Linked DNA regions of Mus musculus: region 2 is linked to region 1. The links are chromatin contacts, called in public HiChIP or PLAC-seq maps. All regions are on one chromosome and are shown on one strand. The core of a region is the stretch at or near the end of the contact, and the rest is flanking DNA. Distances in the headings are between cores, read along the strand shown. Region 1 has its middle 14 kb from the start of Cyb5r2. Region 2 holds the start of Eif3f (eukaryotic translation initiation factor 3, subunit F).

What was found. HiChIP or PLAC-seq counts read pairs in DNA pulled down with a chosen protein or histone mark.
Region 2: an H3K4me3 HiChIP or PLAC-seq map of embryonic stem cells shows a contact between it and region 1, with 14 times the contacts expected there. The contact joins the promoter of Eif3f here to the enhancer-like site in region 1. A contact is called at or near these places in 5 of 39 promoter capture datasets (cranial neural crest, embryonic stem cells, frontonasal cranial neural crest and 2 more), 5 of 115 datasets of contacts at active chromatin or transcription factors (embryonic stem cells, pro-B cells and stem cell-derived neural progenitor cells) and 1 of 9 other capture datasets (embryonic stem cells).

What each region holds. Positions count from the first base shown.
Region 1 is chr7:107,768,442-107,774,949 of GRCm38.p6, reverse strand. No RefSeq gene overlaps it. Among named protein-coding and RNA genes, the nearest start is that of Cyb5r2, 14 kb to the right of the region's middle. Within about 2 kb of position 3,764, at least 8 of the 459 cell types and tissues checked have an H3K27ac peak or open chromatin away from gene starts, as enhancers often do. A contact at or near this core is called in embryonic stem cells, where this site is marked.
Region 2 is chr7:108,931,053-108,937,560 of GRCm38.p6, reverse strand. It overlaps Eif3f (eukaryotic translation initiation factor 3, subunit F), which reads right to left and starts at 3,146. Exons shown (of 8, transcript NM_025344.2): 1 at 2,754-3,146. The coding sequence starts at 3,129.

The DNA of each region.
Region 1 (6,508 bases), core at 2,515-5,014:
CCAGGTCCCCCCTCCCACAGTTCCTCATCCAATTCTTCCTCCCCCTTGCCTCTGAGGGAGTGCACTCCCACACCCCCACATCCCCGCTCCTGCACCAGACTTCCCTCTTCCCTGGGGCCCCAAGGCTCTCAAAGATTAAGCACATCTTCTTCCACTGAGGCATAGACCAGGCAGTCCTCTGCTACATATATGCCAGGGTCCTCGGAGAGCCCTTGTAGGCTACCTGGTTGGTGACTCGGTCTCTGGGAACTCCCTGAGGTCTGGGTTAGTTGAGACTGCTGGTCTTCCTATGGGGTCACTCTCCCCTTAAGCTTCTTTAATCCTTTCCCTAATCTAGCCATTGAGGTTCCTGACTTCAGCCCAATGATTGGGTGTAAATATCTGCATCTGTCTCAGGCAGCTGCTGGTAGGGGAGGCTCCCTTCTGTAAGCACATTATAGCATCAGTAATAGTGTTATCCCTTGGTGCCCCACCCACCCCCTGCCCCACATATGATGGATCCCAATTTGGGCCAGTCATTGGACTGCTTTTCCTTCAGTCTTTTCTCCATTTGTGTCCCTGCAGCTCTTTTAGACAGAAACAATTCTGGGTCAAAACTTCTGACTGTGGGTTAGTAACCCCATCCCTCCAGTTGAGGACCTGTCTATCTACTGGAGTTGGACTCTTCAAGTTCCCTTTTGCCATTGTTGGACATTTTGGCTAAAATTACTCTCATTGAGTCCTGAGAGTCTCTTGCCTCCTGGGTCTCTGGTTCATTTATGGGGTCTCCCCATCTTCCTCTCTCCAAGTCTGCATATTTCCATTCATTCTCCTGGCTCCCTTGGTCTTCTCTCCTGTTCTCTGGCATACCTGATCCTGTTCCCCTTTTCCTCTCCTCCTCCCATCTCCCACCCAGATTCCTCCTTCCCTCTCTCTCCCATGATTATTTTCTTTCCCCTTCTTAAGTAGGATTGAAGCATGATCACATGGGTCTTTCTGCTTGTTATACTTCTTACAGTCTGTGAACTGTATCCTAGGTATTCTGTACTTTTTGGCTAATATCCACTTATCAGTTAGTTCATATCATGCATGTCCTTTTGGGTCTAGGTTACTTCAGTCAGGATGATATTTTCTAGTTCCATCCATTTGCCTGAAAAATTCATGATCTACTCATTTTTAATAATTGAATAGTATTCCATTGTGTAAATGAACCATGTTTTCTCTATCCATTCTTTGGTTCAGGGACATCTGGGTTGTTTCCAGCTTCTGGCTATTACAAATAAGGTTGCTATGAACATAGTGGAGCACATGTCCTTGTGTTATGGTGAGGCATATACCCAAGAGTAGTATAACTGGGTCTTCAGGTAGAACTATTTCCAATTTTCTGAGGAACCATCAGATTGATTTCCAGAGTTGTTGTACCAGTTTGCAATCCCACCTGCAATGGAAGAGTGTTCCTATTCTCCACATCTAGCTAGCATGTTCTGTCACTTGAATTTTTTATCTTAGCCATTCTGATTGGTATTTGGTGGAATCTCAAGGTCATTTTGATTTGCATTTCTCTGATGACTAAGAACTTTGAACATTTCTTTAAGTGGTTCTTGGCCATTCGAGATTCTTCTGTTGTGAATTCTCTGTCTAGCTCTGTACTCCATTTTTAATTGGGCTATTTGGTTATTTGGAGGTTAATTTCTTGAGTTCTTCATATATTTTGGATATTAGCCCTCTATCGGATGTAGGGTTGGTGAAGATTTTTTTTTCCAATCTGTAGGTTGCCAATTTGTCCTATTGACTATGTCTTTTGGCTTATAGAATCTTTTCAGTTTCATGAGGTCCCATTTATCAATTATTGATCTTATAGCCTGAACCATTAGTGTTCTGTTCAGGAAATTTGAGGCTCTTTCCCACTTTCTCTTCTATTCCATTCAGTGTATCTGGTTTTATGTTGAGGTTCTTGATCCAACTGGACTAGAGCTTTGTGCAAGGTAACAAATCTGCTGACCTGGAACTCACTACGTAGACCAGGCTGACCTCAAATTTTAAAAGGAACTACTTTTACTTTAATAACAGGAATTCTTTAAGTAGATGAGAAGTCTAACAAGCTATAATGGCTCAAAAATCCCATTTTTACCTCTAAAGCACACTGAGGTATTGTATTCCCTTCACCACAGGGATAGTATGAAGAGAAGTAGGTGATGGCTTCACTTTTGAAGTAAGTATCTACTAGAAAACCTGGTATTTCTGCTCTCTCCCAACACTTCTGGGGGCAAGGAAAAGTCATCTGGTAGCTTGAAAAGGTCTTTTCCGGATAGACTGGCTGTGATGACTAAGAATCATCTTGCCAAGTGTGGTGTTGTTTGATCCCATCATTTGGAAGGAAGATGTAGGTGGTTCAGGCTAGACAAGGCTACACAGAGACCCCTATCTCAAAAAAAAAAAAAAAAAAAAGTTCTGTATCTGTAGAGAACATTCTAAGTCATTTAAAGAAAATTCTCTTAAGAAGTAAATGAATGTTCCTGTGTAAAAAGCTTTGTCTTGATGTTTAGAAACGCTGCTTCTGGTGTGAAATAAGAGGCATGTCCTCCATTTCTAATTTCAGGACTTCGGTTTTCCTCTTGCTTCTGCATTAGTATTGGCCATGTATAGAACAAGGACCAAGATGGACAGCTTCACAGACTCTGAGGATCTCATCTTACTTGGGAAAGTGAGGTCTAATCAATATACCCCACATTATTCATCTCTCCTCAGTCCTTACCACAATAATTAACATACAGATTAAGGAGCTAAGTTAGCAGATAAAATATATCACAATATTCAGTCTATACGTTATATATCAAGGTTGAAGACCCACAAACCCCAGAATCATTAGAAAAGCTTGCCTGGTCCTGTTTGCAATCAGGAAGCTCTGACATAAGTATTTCTGCCAAGTGTACAACCCCCTCAGTCTCCTAGATATACCGTACCATTTTGTCTTCAGTTTTGATTTTAATTTTTGTTTGTTTGTTTTAATTTTTATTACATTTGTTTACCTAGTTTGTGTTGCAGTAAATCTCTCCAACCTAATTATGCCCCAGCAATGAAAACACAACACAGTTTATATGAATACATGCTGTGTGCCTTGATTGGGCAGATGTATAGCTATACTACCATCTTCCGCATCTATGAGAACCCTTAGAACTTGCAGTTTCTCCAGGCCACGTGCTTCTGCTCTGCTTTTCTTCTTCTTCCTCTTCCTCTGTGTCCTCTCTCTTTTCCATTTTCTCCTTCTTCTCTCCCTCTCACCTTCTGCCCCACCTTCCCTTCTATCTACCCAATCCTCAGCTCTCCTTTATTTTACAAATTAAGGTGGGAAGCAGGTTTACAGGAAATCACCTGAGTGGTGACTCATTCCTTGTTCAAAGCCACTCACAGGAGAATGGAATTAACATCAAATATAATTAGCCCCAGAGCTATCCACCACGTTTGTGTTTCTGTGTGCATGCAGATGCATGCATATGAAAGAGAGAGAGAACAACACAGAGACAGAGTATAAGAGAGAAAAACGTGTGCCCTGGCATATATCACCATCAGAGAAAAACTTGTAGGATTCGATTCTCTTCTTTTACCATGCGGATCCCAGGGATTATACTCAGGTTACCTGGCCTGGTAGCCAACATCTTTCACCACTGAGCCATCTCACCCACCCTTGTTTTGGTTTTCTTGAAGCAGGGTCTTATTATGTAACATAGGCTGTCCTAAAACTCACTATGTGCTCCAACCTGGCCTTGTCTTGAAATTCTTCTGCCTCCACCTAATGAATGCTGGTATCACATGCATAAGCTACCATGCCTGGCTTACCACACCACTTAAGGGACAATCACCTAGATCCCAGGCTGAGGACAGACTAACATCCATATATTTCCACGTGCATTCATGCCCTTGTGAACATTTCAGCCTGTATCTCCATGGCAACAAGACGAAAAGAATGTGTTTGCTGAGTCATTGGTCTTCCTTCCCACCGTGTCCACCAAAGGAGCCCTAACCTTTCTCTCCACAGTTTTCAACAGAAATCTTGGAGACTTCTACCCTGAGGGAAGAACTTGTCTCTCGCCATGGTATAAGTGCACGTGATACTCTACAGACTCGTGTTCAGGGTGACTGCAGATTCTCATCTCCCCCTCCCTTCCTCCTCCAAGTCCAACGCCCCAGTATCATTCCAGCTCTTTAATAGACTTTCCACTATGCACTTTCAGCATTCCCTACCCTCCCCCACCCCCCATTCCCAGAGTACTGGCTAAGCAGATCCTGATGAAACAACAAATTCCTCCCTCTTACAAAGCCCCTTAACCATGCTCAGGCCATCCCCATATCTAAGTCTCAGGTCCCAATACCCATAAATGCATTTAACCTGGAACTCCCAATGGTCACAACTGTCAAGAGAATATTTCCCTATGTGCAACACACAACCATAATTGTCTTCTAAACTCCAGAGAAGAAACAGAAATCAAGGATTTGGAAGCTGGGATAAAGTAATACAAGGGGAGTGAGAGATTAAATGAGAAAGCTCTGTGGGACCAGCTGGGGTGGCGCAGAGGAAAGGGAGGCCAAAGCAGATGTTCTGTTGTAGAGGATGAGACAAGGGGAATTGCTTTGGAGGAATGAAGAGAGAGGTGAGAGTATGAAGTTTTTATACCTGCTTCCCTGGCAGGAGCTGCCAATGTGTCTTCAGGGAACGCCTGCTGGAGTTGTGGGATGGGATAAAGCAAAGAGTTGGGGAGGAAGGTTAGGAGAGGAAGATCTGTGGGATCCACTAGAGATGAGGTGGGGGAAGATTGTTATAGGAATTCTGATGTAGAGATGGGGAATTGGACTTGGAGAAATGGAGCGAGATGTGAGGATCTGCAGTTAGCCTAACAGTTTCTCTGGCAGGAGTAGCCAGTGTTGGCAAGGAGTGCCTACTGGAGTTGGGTATTTGGATAAAGCAATGCATGGGGGGAGAGTGGTTAGGAGGGAAGATCTGTGGGATACACTGGACATGGGGGCAGAAGGAGAAAGGAGGCTGCAGTAGGTGTCCCATTGTAGAGCTGGGAATGAGAATGGGGGATTTGATTTGGAGGAGCAGAGGGAGAGGTGAAGGTCTGAACTTAGCCTACCTGCTTTTCTGACTGGAGTTGACTTTGATTTTCATCTGATGGCTTTGTATCAGAGTTCTTAGGATCAGAGCCTGGGTGTTCTCAGCTTTAACAACCTAGGCTTAACTACCCACCTTCAACAGACCAATTGAAGAAACCATTAGTAATGAATGTGGCCACACCAGGAAGACAAACTGTGAGGCCCATCTTTGGTTCAGGCTCCTGACATGAGGCTAACATTAAAAAAGAAGACAAGAGGTATGTGTAACTAAAGCAGACTTGGTCAAGGTGTGGCACAGGCATGTCATTGTCTTAGTTCCAGTTTTTCCTGCAAGATGATCTGACAAGTTGTCAGAACCATCAGAACTATGTCTTTTTCCCAAGCTTTGTTCCTGAAAGGATGGTTACATAATGGTACCCAGAGACAGATGCTAAATGATGCTTTGGGGAAAAGGACCATAATTGAGTCATGTGGGTTGAGATTTCAGTGTTGTACAGCCTAGGCTTTGTTAAAAACAAGTTGGGGGTTTGACATGGTGAAAGAGACAGAAACAATAGGAAGTGTACACCCTTTCTTCTGTTTTTCTTCCTGTTACTGGATCACCTGCTCTGCTCTTTTCTAGCCAAATACTTACCTGAAGCCTTTTTAGGTTATTATTACAATAGATAAAAAGCACCACTTTATGAGCCCACAAACCATGGAAGGAAATGAATAAAACAGTTCAAGACCTGAGAATGGAAATAGGATCAATAAGGAACACAAACTTAGGAAAAAGCAGAAATGAAAAATTTAGGAATTTGAACAGGAAACACAGAGGCAGGCTTTGCCAACAGAATACAAGCAATGGAAGAGATGATCTCAGAAGAAGCAGATAGAAGAAAATCAGATAGAAGATCAGTCAAGATAACGCTAAATCTAAAAGTCTCCTGGGGAAAAATCCAGGAAATCTGGGATACTAAGAAATAATAGAATAGAGAAAGGACAAGATTCTCAACTCAAAGGCCCAGAAAATATATTCAACAAAATCATAGAAAAAAATTTCCCTAACCTAAGGTAGGCATGGCCTATACATGTACAAGAGGTATACAGAACACCAAATAAATTGTACCAGAAAAGAAAGATCCCTCAGCACATAACGATCAAAACACTAAATGTGTAGAACAAAGAAAGAATATTAAAAACCTGCAAAGGAAAAAGATCATATATATAACATATAAAGGCAGACCTATTAGAATTACATCTTGACTTCTCAATGGAAACTCTAAAAGACAGAAGGGCCTGGACAGATGTGCTGCAGAATCTGAAACCACAGATTCCAGCCCAGACTGCTATGCTCAGAAAAACTTCAGTCATCATAGATGGTAAAAATAAGACATTCCATGATCGACCTAAAATTAAACAATATCATTTACAAATG
Region 2 (6,508 bases), core at 1,897-4,396, 1.2 Mb before region 1:
GGTGCTGGAGAGTGAATTCAGGGCTTTATGCACGATAGGCAAGTGGTCTATAACTAAGCTGTTTCTCCAGGTCCTGCTTTTGGAGATGGCCTCAAAGTCAGCAAACACGAAGCCAACACATTAGCCCCAAGTCCAGCATCAACAGAACTAGTATTTTCCAGAACTCAAACTCAGAGACCCCCCCCCCCTTTCCATCACCAGACACGATTAAGCCTTCCTTTGCAAGGTCTCCTTTGCCTGCTATTTCCCCCTACCAGCCCTTCCCCACAATACTCTGTACTTTCTAGAGTAGTAGTTTTTAATCTTTTAATGCTGTGACCATCATGTTGTGGTAACCCTTAACCATAAAATTATTTTCATTGATAATTCATAACTACAATTTTGCTACTGTTATAAATGTAATTGAAATACTTGTGTTTTCTGATGATCTTCTGTGAAAGGGTCATTCCACCCCCAGAGGTTTTCTTACCAGACTTCCTCTCACACCCCTAACTCTCACATTAGTTACTGGATCTCACTGAGCCATAGGTCCCAACTATTCTCACTTGATGTCCTGGTACCTTCCTTTAAGTTCCTCACCCCCTACCCCTTGTAACATGTCTCTGCTAGTGTTGTCTTTTGTTGGCTAGCGTTATGGTTTCATTTTCTGAACTATGTGGTGGTTTGAATATGCTTGGCCCAGAGAGTGGTGCTAACAGGAGGTATGGCCTTGTTGGACTAGGTGTGCCACTGTGGGAGTGGGCTTTGAGACCCTCCTTCTAGCCGGGTGGGACGAAGCCCAGTCTTCTTCTGGGTTCCCTTGAATAAGACATGGAACTCTCAGCTCCTTCTCCAGTGCCATGCCCGCCTGGATGCTGCCATGCTTCCCACCTTGATGATAATGGACTGAACCTCAGAACCAGTAAGCAGCCACAGTGAAATGCTGCCTTGGTCATGGTGTCTGTTCACAGCAATGGAACCCTAAGACAAGGTTCTTAACCCACAGGTATACCTTCTGTCATCTGAACACTCACCAACTTTGACCACTGTGACTGCTTCCCCCATTTCAGAGCCTTTTCTCCTAGGGCCTCCAAGATACCAGTCTCTTCTAGCTTTTCCCCTTCTCTTCCTAATCTGTTAGCTCCTCTGACACCTCAGGGTTTCAGCATTGTTAGTGTTCCCAGTTTTTGTTCTATGCTTCTTTTCTAGGTCAAGTACTGGCCCAGAAACACTTCAGTTCATGTTTATGTGCCCAATCTCTTTTGCATTATTTATGGCTCTTTTCCTGCTACAAGGGCAGAGTTGAGTAGCTGTGACAGACTGCACACAAAGCTGAAAATATTCCCTGACTTTTTTTAAAAACACAGCTACCAATCCCTGTGGTAGGTGAGTACATCTACCTCTTTATTTCAGTTACTTATCTTCTGGGGGCTAGGGCATACTTGCCCACACCTCTTTACATTTGCATCTTCACACGTACTGTTAAAATTTGCCTTTCTTTTATACTGATTAATTATGGATGTGCAACTGCTTGCCCATGGAAGTCAGAGGACCGTCTGCAGGTTTTCTCCTTCCATCATGTGGGCTCTGGGAAGTGAAGCACGGGCAGGCAGTGAAGCGCCCTGGCAGCCCTGCTTACTCAATTTTCTACTTGACCAACCCACTGGTACACTCAGGGGCACCTCACAAGGAATACCAAGCCCAAGCCACACTCTGTCCTTTCTTCTTGTATGCACAACGGCAGCTCTAGAACTCACCCAAACCCCTCTCATGCTGCAGTTCTGTCACGCCTTGACCTGCGAGCTCTATTTCCTTGCGTCCACTCTCTGCCTCTCTCTGCCTCCCCTTTGCAGGTGCTCTGCTTCAGCCCTCAATCTGCTGTCCAGGCCCAACTCAGGTCTACTACTTTCCACAAAGCAGGCATGTTCTCTAGTTTCCCCTGCCTCGGCTCTGGAATGAGTGCTGGTCATGGGCCTCTGCAGAGACCAGCCTGGAGGAGTCTTCTCAGCTCCCTGTGAGTCCTGCCCCACAGGCAGGTGACCAAACCACTGAGGGCTTCACTTCCTGCCACCCTCCCGTAAGCCTGGGATGCCAACCTCTTCAGATAGTTGGCTTCTCTTCATCTTGAAGGTTAGCGACGGACACATAATACAACAACAGTCTGTGTCCAAATGAAAAATCAGAGGAGTGAGGTGGGGGTTGGGGGTGGGGGTAGAACTTGGAGCTGAGCATATCTAGGGTTTATGAACCAGTATGTAGGAAAACCTTGGGACACGTGCCTGTCTGAAAAGTTTAGGAAAGCTAGATATTATATATCCAGAATATGTTACAAATATACCTGGTTTATTTGAGTTGGAGGAAGCTTCTGACACATCCTCTTCCCTAACATGGGTGGTGGGCACTTTCTGTTTGTGCTGGGGTGGTGGTAGGTCACTGCATAAGAGAGGGCATGTGGGTACTCTGTTTAACGGGTCAAGGGCTTTGAACTTGCTGTCATTTGAGCTTTCATTTTTGGCAGCATGCCCTCTCAGTACCACGTTGTTGGGAGTATAAAATAACATGTAGATCAAGTATCACAAACTACGCAATAGCTTATACCTACTCCTTGCACATTTCTGTGGCTTAACGGCAATTCGGCTGAATTCAGATCACTCGGGAAGGCAAGCCACAGTAGGAAGGTGCAAAAAGAGAAACAGGCTAAGAGTTCAGGGGCGATGGAACGAGAGGAATAGTAAGATGCACAGGAAGAAAACATTAATTTCCCCAGAACTCACCCAACAGGGTTCCAATAACTCGGGCAGCTCCCTCGTTGCGGCGTTCGTAGCTGTCCACGATCGAGGCCAAAATGACGGGGTGTAGCCTGACCACGCGGCCGCCCGGGAAAGGCCCCGGGAGGGCGGGCCCGGGCTGCGAAGGCGCCGGCGTCTGCGCTGGGGCTGGCGCGGAGGCTGGGGTCTGGCCCGGGGCTGCAGGCGCAGCTACAGCAGGATCAGACGAGACGGGCGCCGGGGACGCAGCGGGAGTCGCAGCCGGTGTCGGAGCTGGCGTGGATGGGGTCGGGGCTGAAGCCGGGGCTGCGGTGACGACCGGCGCCGGGGCTGCGGCTGCAGTGGCAGGAGGGACATTAGCCGGTACGGCCGGAGAAGCCATCTTGCCGAGAAAGAGAGAGAGCCTAGAACAGAAGAGCGTGAGTTGGAGGAATTAGAAATTTGATTGGCTAAATTTATACCACGTGAATCATATCTTGATGACTATTGGACATGAAATTTCCGGCTAGTTGTAAGTTTTAGTGCGCGGTGTGCGCTTTAATTTCTGTCCGATGCGCACTCAGTGTGTAGGAGTCCAGAGTAGTTCCTAGTAACTTTAGGACTTCCTGGGGTGGGAATGGGGAGGAAGCAACTAGCAATCTACACAGTTGCCACCAGGTGGCGGCACAGAGTAGTGTAAAGGTCGCAATTGTTTAAGACTTAAATGGATATTAAATATCAGTCTTACAGGGGATTCACTGTTACATCCATTTAACTTATTAATCAATGAATTAAAATTTGGACTCAGGATCTACTTTGCATTCCACGCCTAGCCATATAGGTTAGGTTGGCCTGGAACTTACCTCAACTTTCCTGCCTCTGCTTCCCGAATGCTAGGACTATAGGCAGGAATCATCATGCCTGACCAATAGTGCTTTATTTGTGATGGCTTCATAAGGCATCATTAGGGAGGCATATTCATTCAACAATTTAAATGCTTAATATGCACCAGACTCTCTCTTATATGCTAGGGTATATAAGTGAACTAAATAGCAAAGGGTTGCATTCTCTTTGGGGGAGAGAAAAGGACTAAATCCTACATTAGGTTAGAAAGTGCTTCGATACACAGTAAATTATTATTACTATTTGACTGTGCTATGAGAAAGAAATGATCAGTGGAGGTTATGAGAGCATGAAAGATTATGAAGGGTTAGAGTAGGATACAATGAGGGTATCAAGTTGGAGTGGAAACTTGAAGAATTCAGGCAGCCAACTATTATTTGGGGTTTTGTAGGGAGAGCTCTTCTGGTGGAGTGAACAGTTCATGTAGAGGGCTTAAGGTGAATGAGAGCAAGACTAGTACATTTAAAGAAAGAATTTGGTGGTTAAATGGCATTATCAAAAGAAAGGATAGATCTCTAAGCAGGGCCAGGAGCTAATTATGAAGACTCCTATGCTGGTACTGGAGAGATGGCTCAGCGGTTAGGAACACAACTAGAGTTGTGAGTAGCTGTAAGCCACCAACCAACCCCTTCCCCTTGCTAGAACCTCAACGCAGATTCTCTGCAATAACCTCTTCCAAAGGTCCTAAGTTCAATTCCCAGCAACTACACAGTGGCTTACAATCATTTGTAATAGGATCTGATGCCTCCTTCTGGTGTGTCTGAAGATAGGGACAGTGTGTGTGTGTGTGTAATAGATAAATAAATATTTTCATTTTTTATTTTTATTTTTTGGTTTTTTGAGACAGGGTTTCTCTGTATAGCCCTGGCTGTCCTGGAACTCACTTTGTAGACCAGGCTGGCCTCGAACTCAGAAATCCGCCTGCCTCTGCCTCCCGAGTGCTGGGATTAAAGGCGTGCGCCACCATGCCCGGCAGATAAATCTTTTTAAAAAGACTCCTATGCTATAAAAAAATTTGGGCAGTAGAAAGATAGTTCAGTGAGAGAGAAACACACACACACACACACACACACACACACACACACACACACACAGAGACACAGAGAGAGAGAGAGACAGAGAGACACACAGAGATTCTCTGTTGTTGCAGAAAATCTGCATTGAGGTTCCAGCAAGGGGAAGGGTTGGTTGGTGGCTCACAGCTACACACAACTCTAGTTCCAGAGAAACCTATGTCCTCTTCTGGCCTCCACAGGCATTGCACTCACATGTACATACATACCCAGTCACAGACACATGCATACACAATTAAGAAAATAAAATCTTCAAAATACGTTTGTTTTTATAAAGGAAATGAGTGTTTTATGATCTTCAGGCAGCAAGCTGGAGGTATTGGTTTGATATTGAAAGCCAGCAGGCTCAAACCTCATGAACCAATGTTTTAGTTTTATTCAGAAGGCCAGAGGTAACTCATGATGCTTCGCAGAGTTAGTAGTGTAGGAAGCTCTTTTTACTTTCTCTTTTCAAAACAAGGTTTCTCTGTGTGGCCCTGACTGTCCTGGAACTTAGAGATCCACTTGGCTCTGCCTCCCTGAATGCTGGGATTAAAGGTGTGTGCCACCACTGTCCAGCATCCTTTTTCTTTTATTAAAGTTTTCATGTGTGTGTACTATATGCATAGGTGTGTGTGTGTGTGTGTGTGTGTGTGTGTGCCAGACATGAAGGACATTGGGTGTCCTGCTCTATCACCCTCTTCCCTATTCCCTTAAGACTGTGTCTCTCACTGAGCCTGGCGCTAGGCTGGTAGTCAGCAAACCCCAGCATCCTCTGTCTCACCATCTACAATGCTGGGGTTGCAGGCTCACGAGCTACCACTCCTGGATTTATGTGGGTGCTGGGATTATAACTCAGGTCCTCATGCTTGCATAGCAAGTGCTCTTCCCTGCTGAACTATCTCCTTAGCTCCTTTAAAAAGCTTTCTTGTTGGCATAGATTCTTTGTACTCAGGTGGATATTCCCACCGATTCTCTCTCTCTCTTTAAAGATTATTTATTTATTTATTTATTTATTGAATGTACATGAGTACACTGTTTTCAGATGCACCAGAAGAAGGCATGAGATCCCATTACAGATGGTTGTGAGCCACCATGTGACTGCTGGGAATTGAACTCAGGACCTCTGGAAGAGTAGCCAGTGCTCTTAATCACTGAGCCACCTCACCAACCCCAACCTATTCCTCTCTTTAATCCTCCTCCATTAGTCTTTTTCTTCCCCTAGTCTTCTTTCCACTTTCATGTTATATATGTATGTGCTACGTGTGGGTTATGTTATATATAAAAATAAAATTCTAGGATCCTCAAATGAGGGAAACATGGTCTATAAACAGTAAGAAGAGACCTCCTTTAAAAAATGTATGTATGTATGTATGTATGTATGTATGTATGTATGTGTTTATTTATTCACTTTACATCTTGCTCACTGCCCCCTCCAAGTCACCTCTTCCTGCAATCATTCCTCCATTTTCTCCCTCTTCTTCTCTGGATATGCCCCCATCCTGGCACTTCAAGTCTCTGCAAGGCTAGGCACTTCCTCTCCCACTGAGGCCAGACAAGGCAGCTCAGCTAGAACATATCCCATATACAGATAACAGCTGTTGGGATAGCTCCCACTCCAATTGTTTGGAACCCACATGAAGACCAAGCTGCACATCGGCTACATATGTGTGGGAAGCCTAGTTCCAGCCCGAGTATGTTCTTTGGTTGGTGGTTCAGACTCTGAGAGCTCCAAGGGTCTAAGATAGTTGATTCTGTTGGTCTTCCTGTAGAGTTCCTATCCCCTTAGGATCCTGCAATCATTCTTATTCTTCCATTAGAATCCTC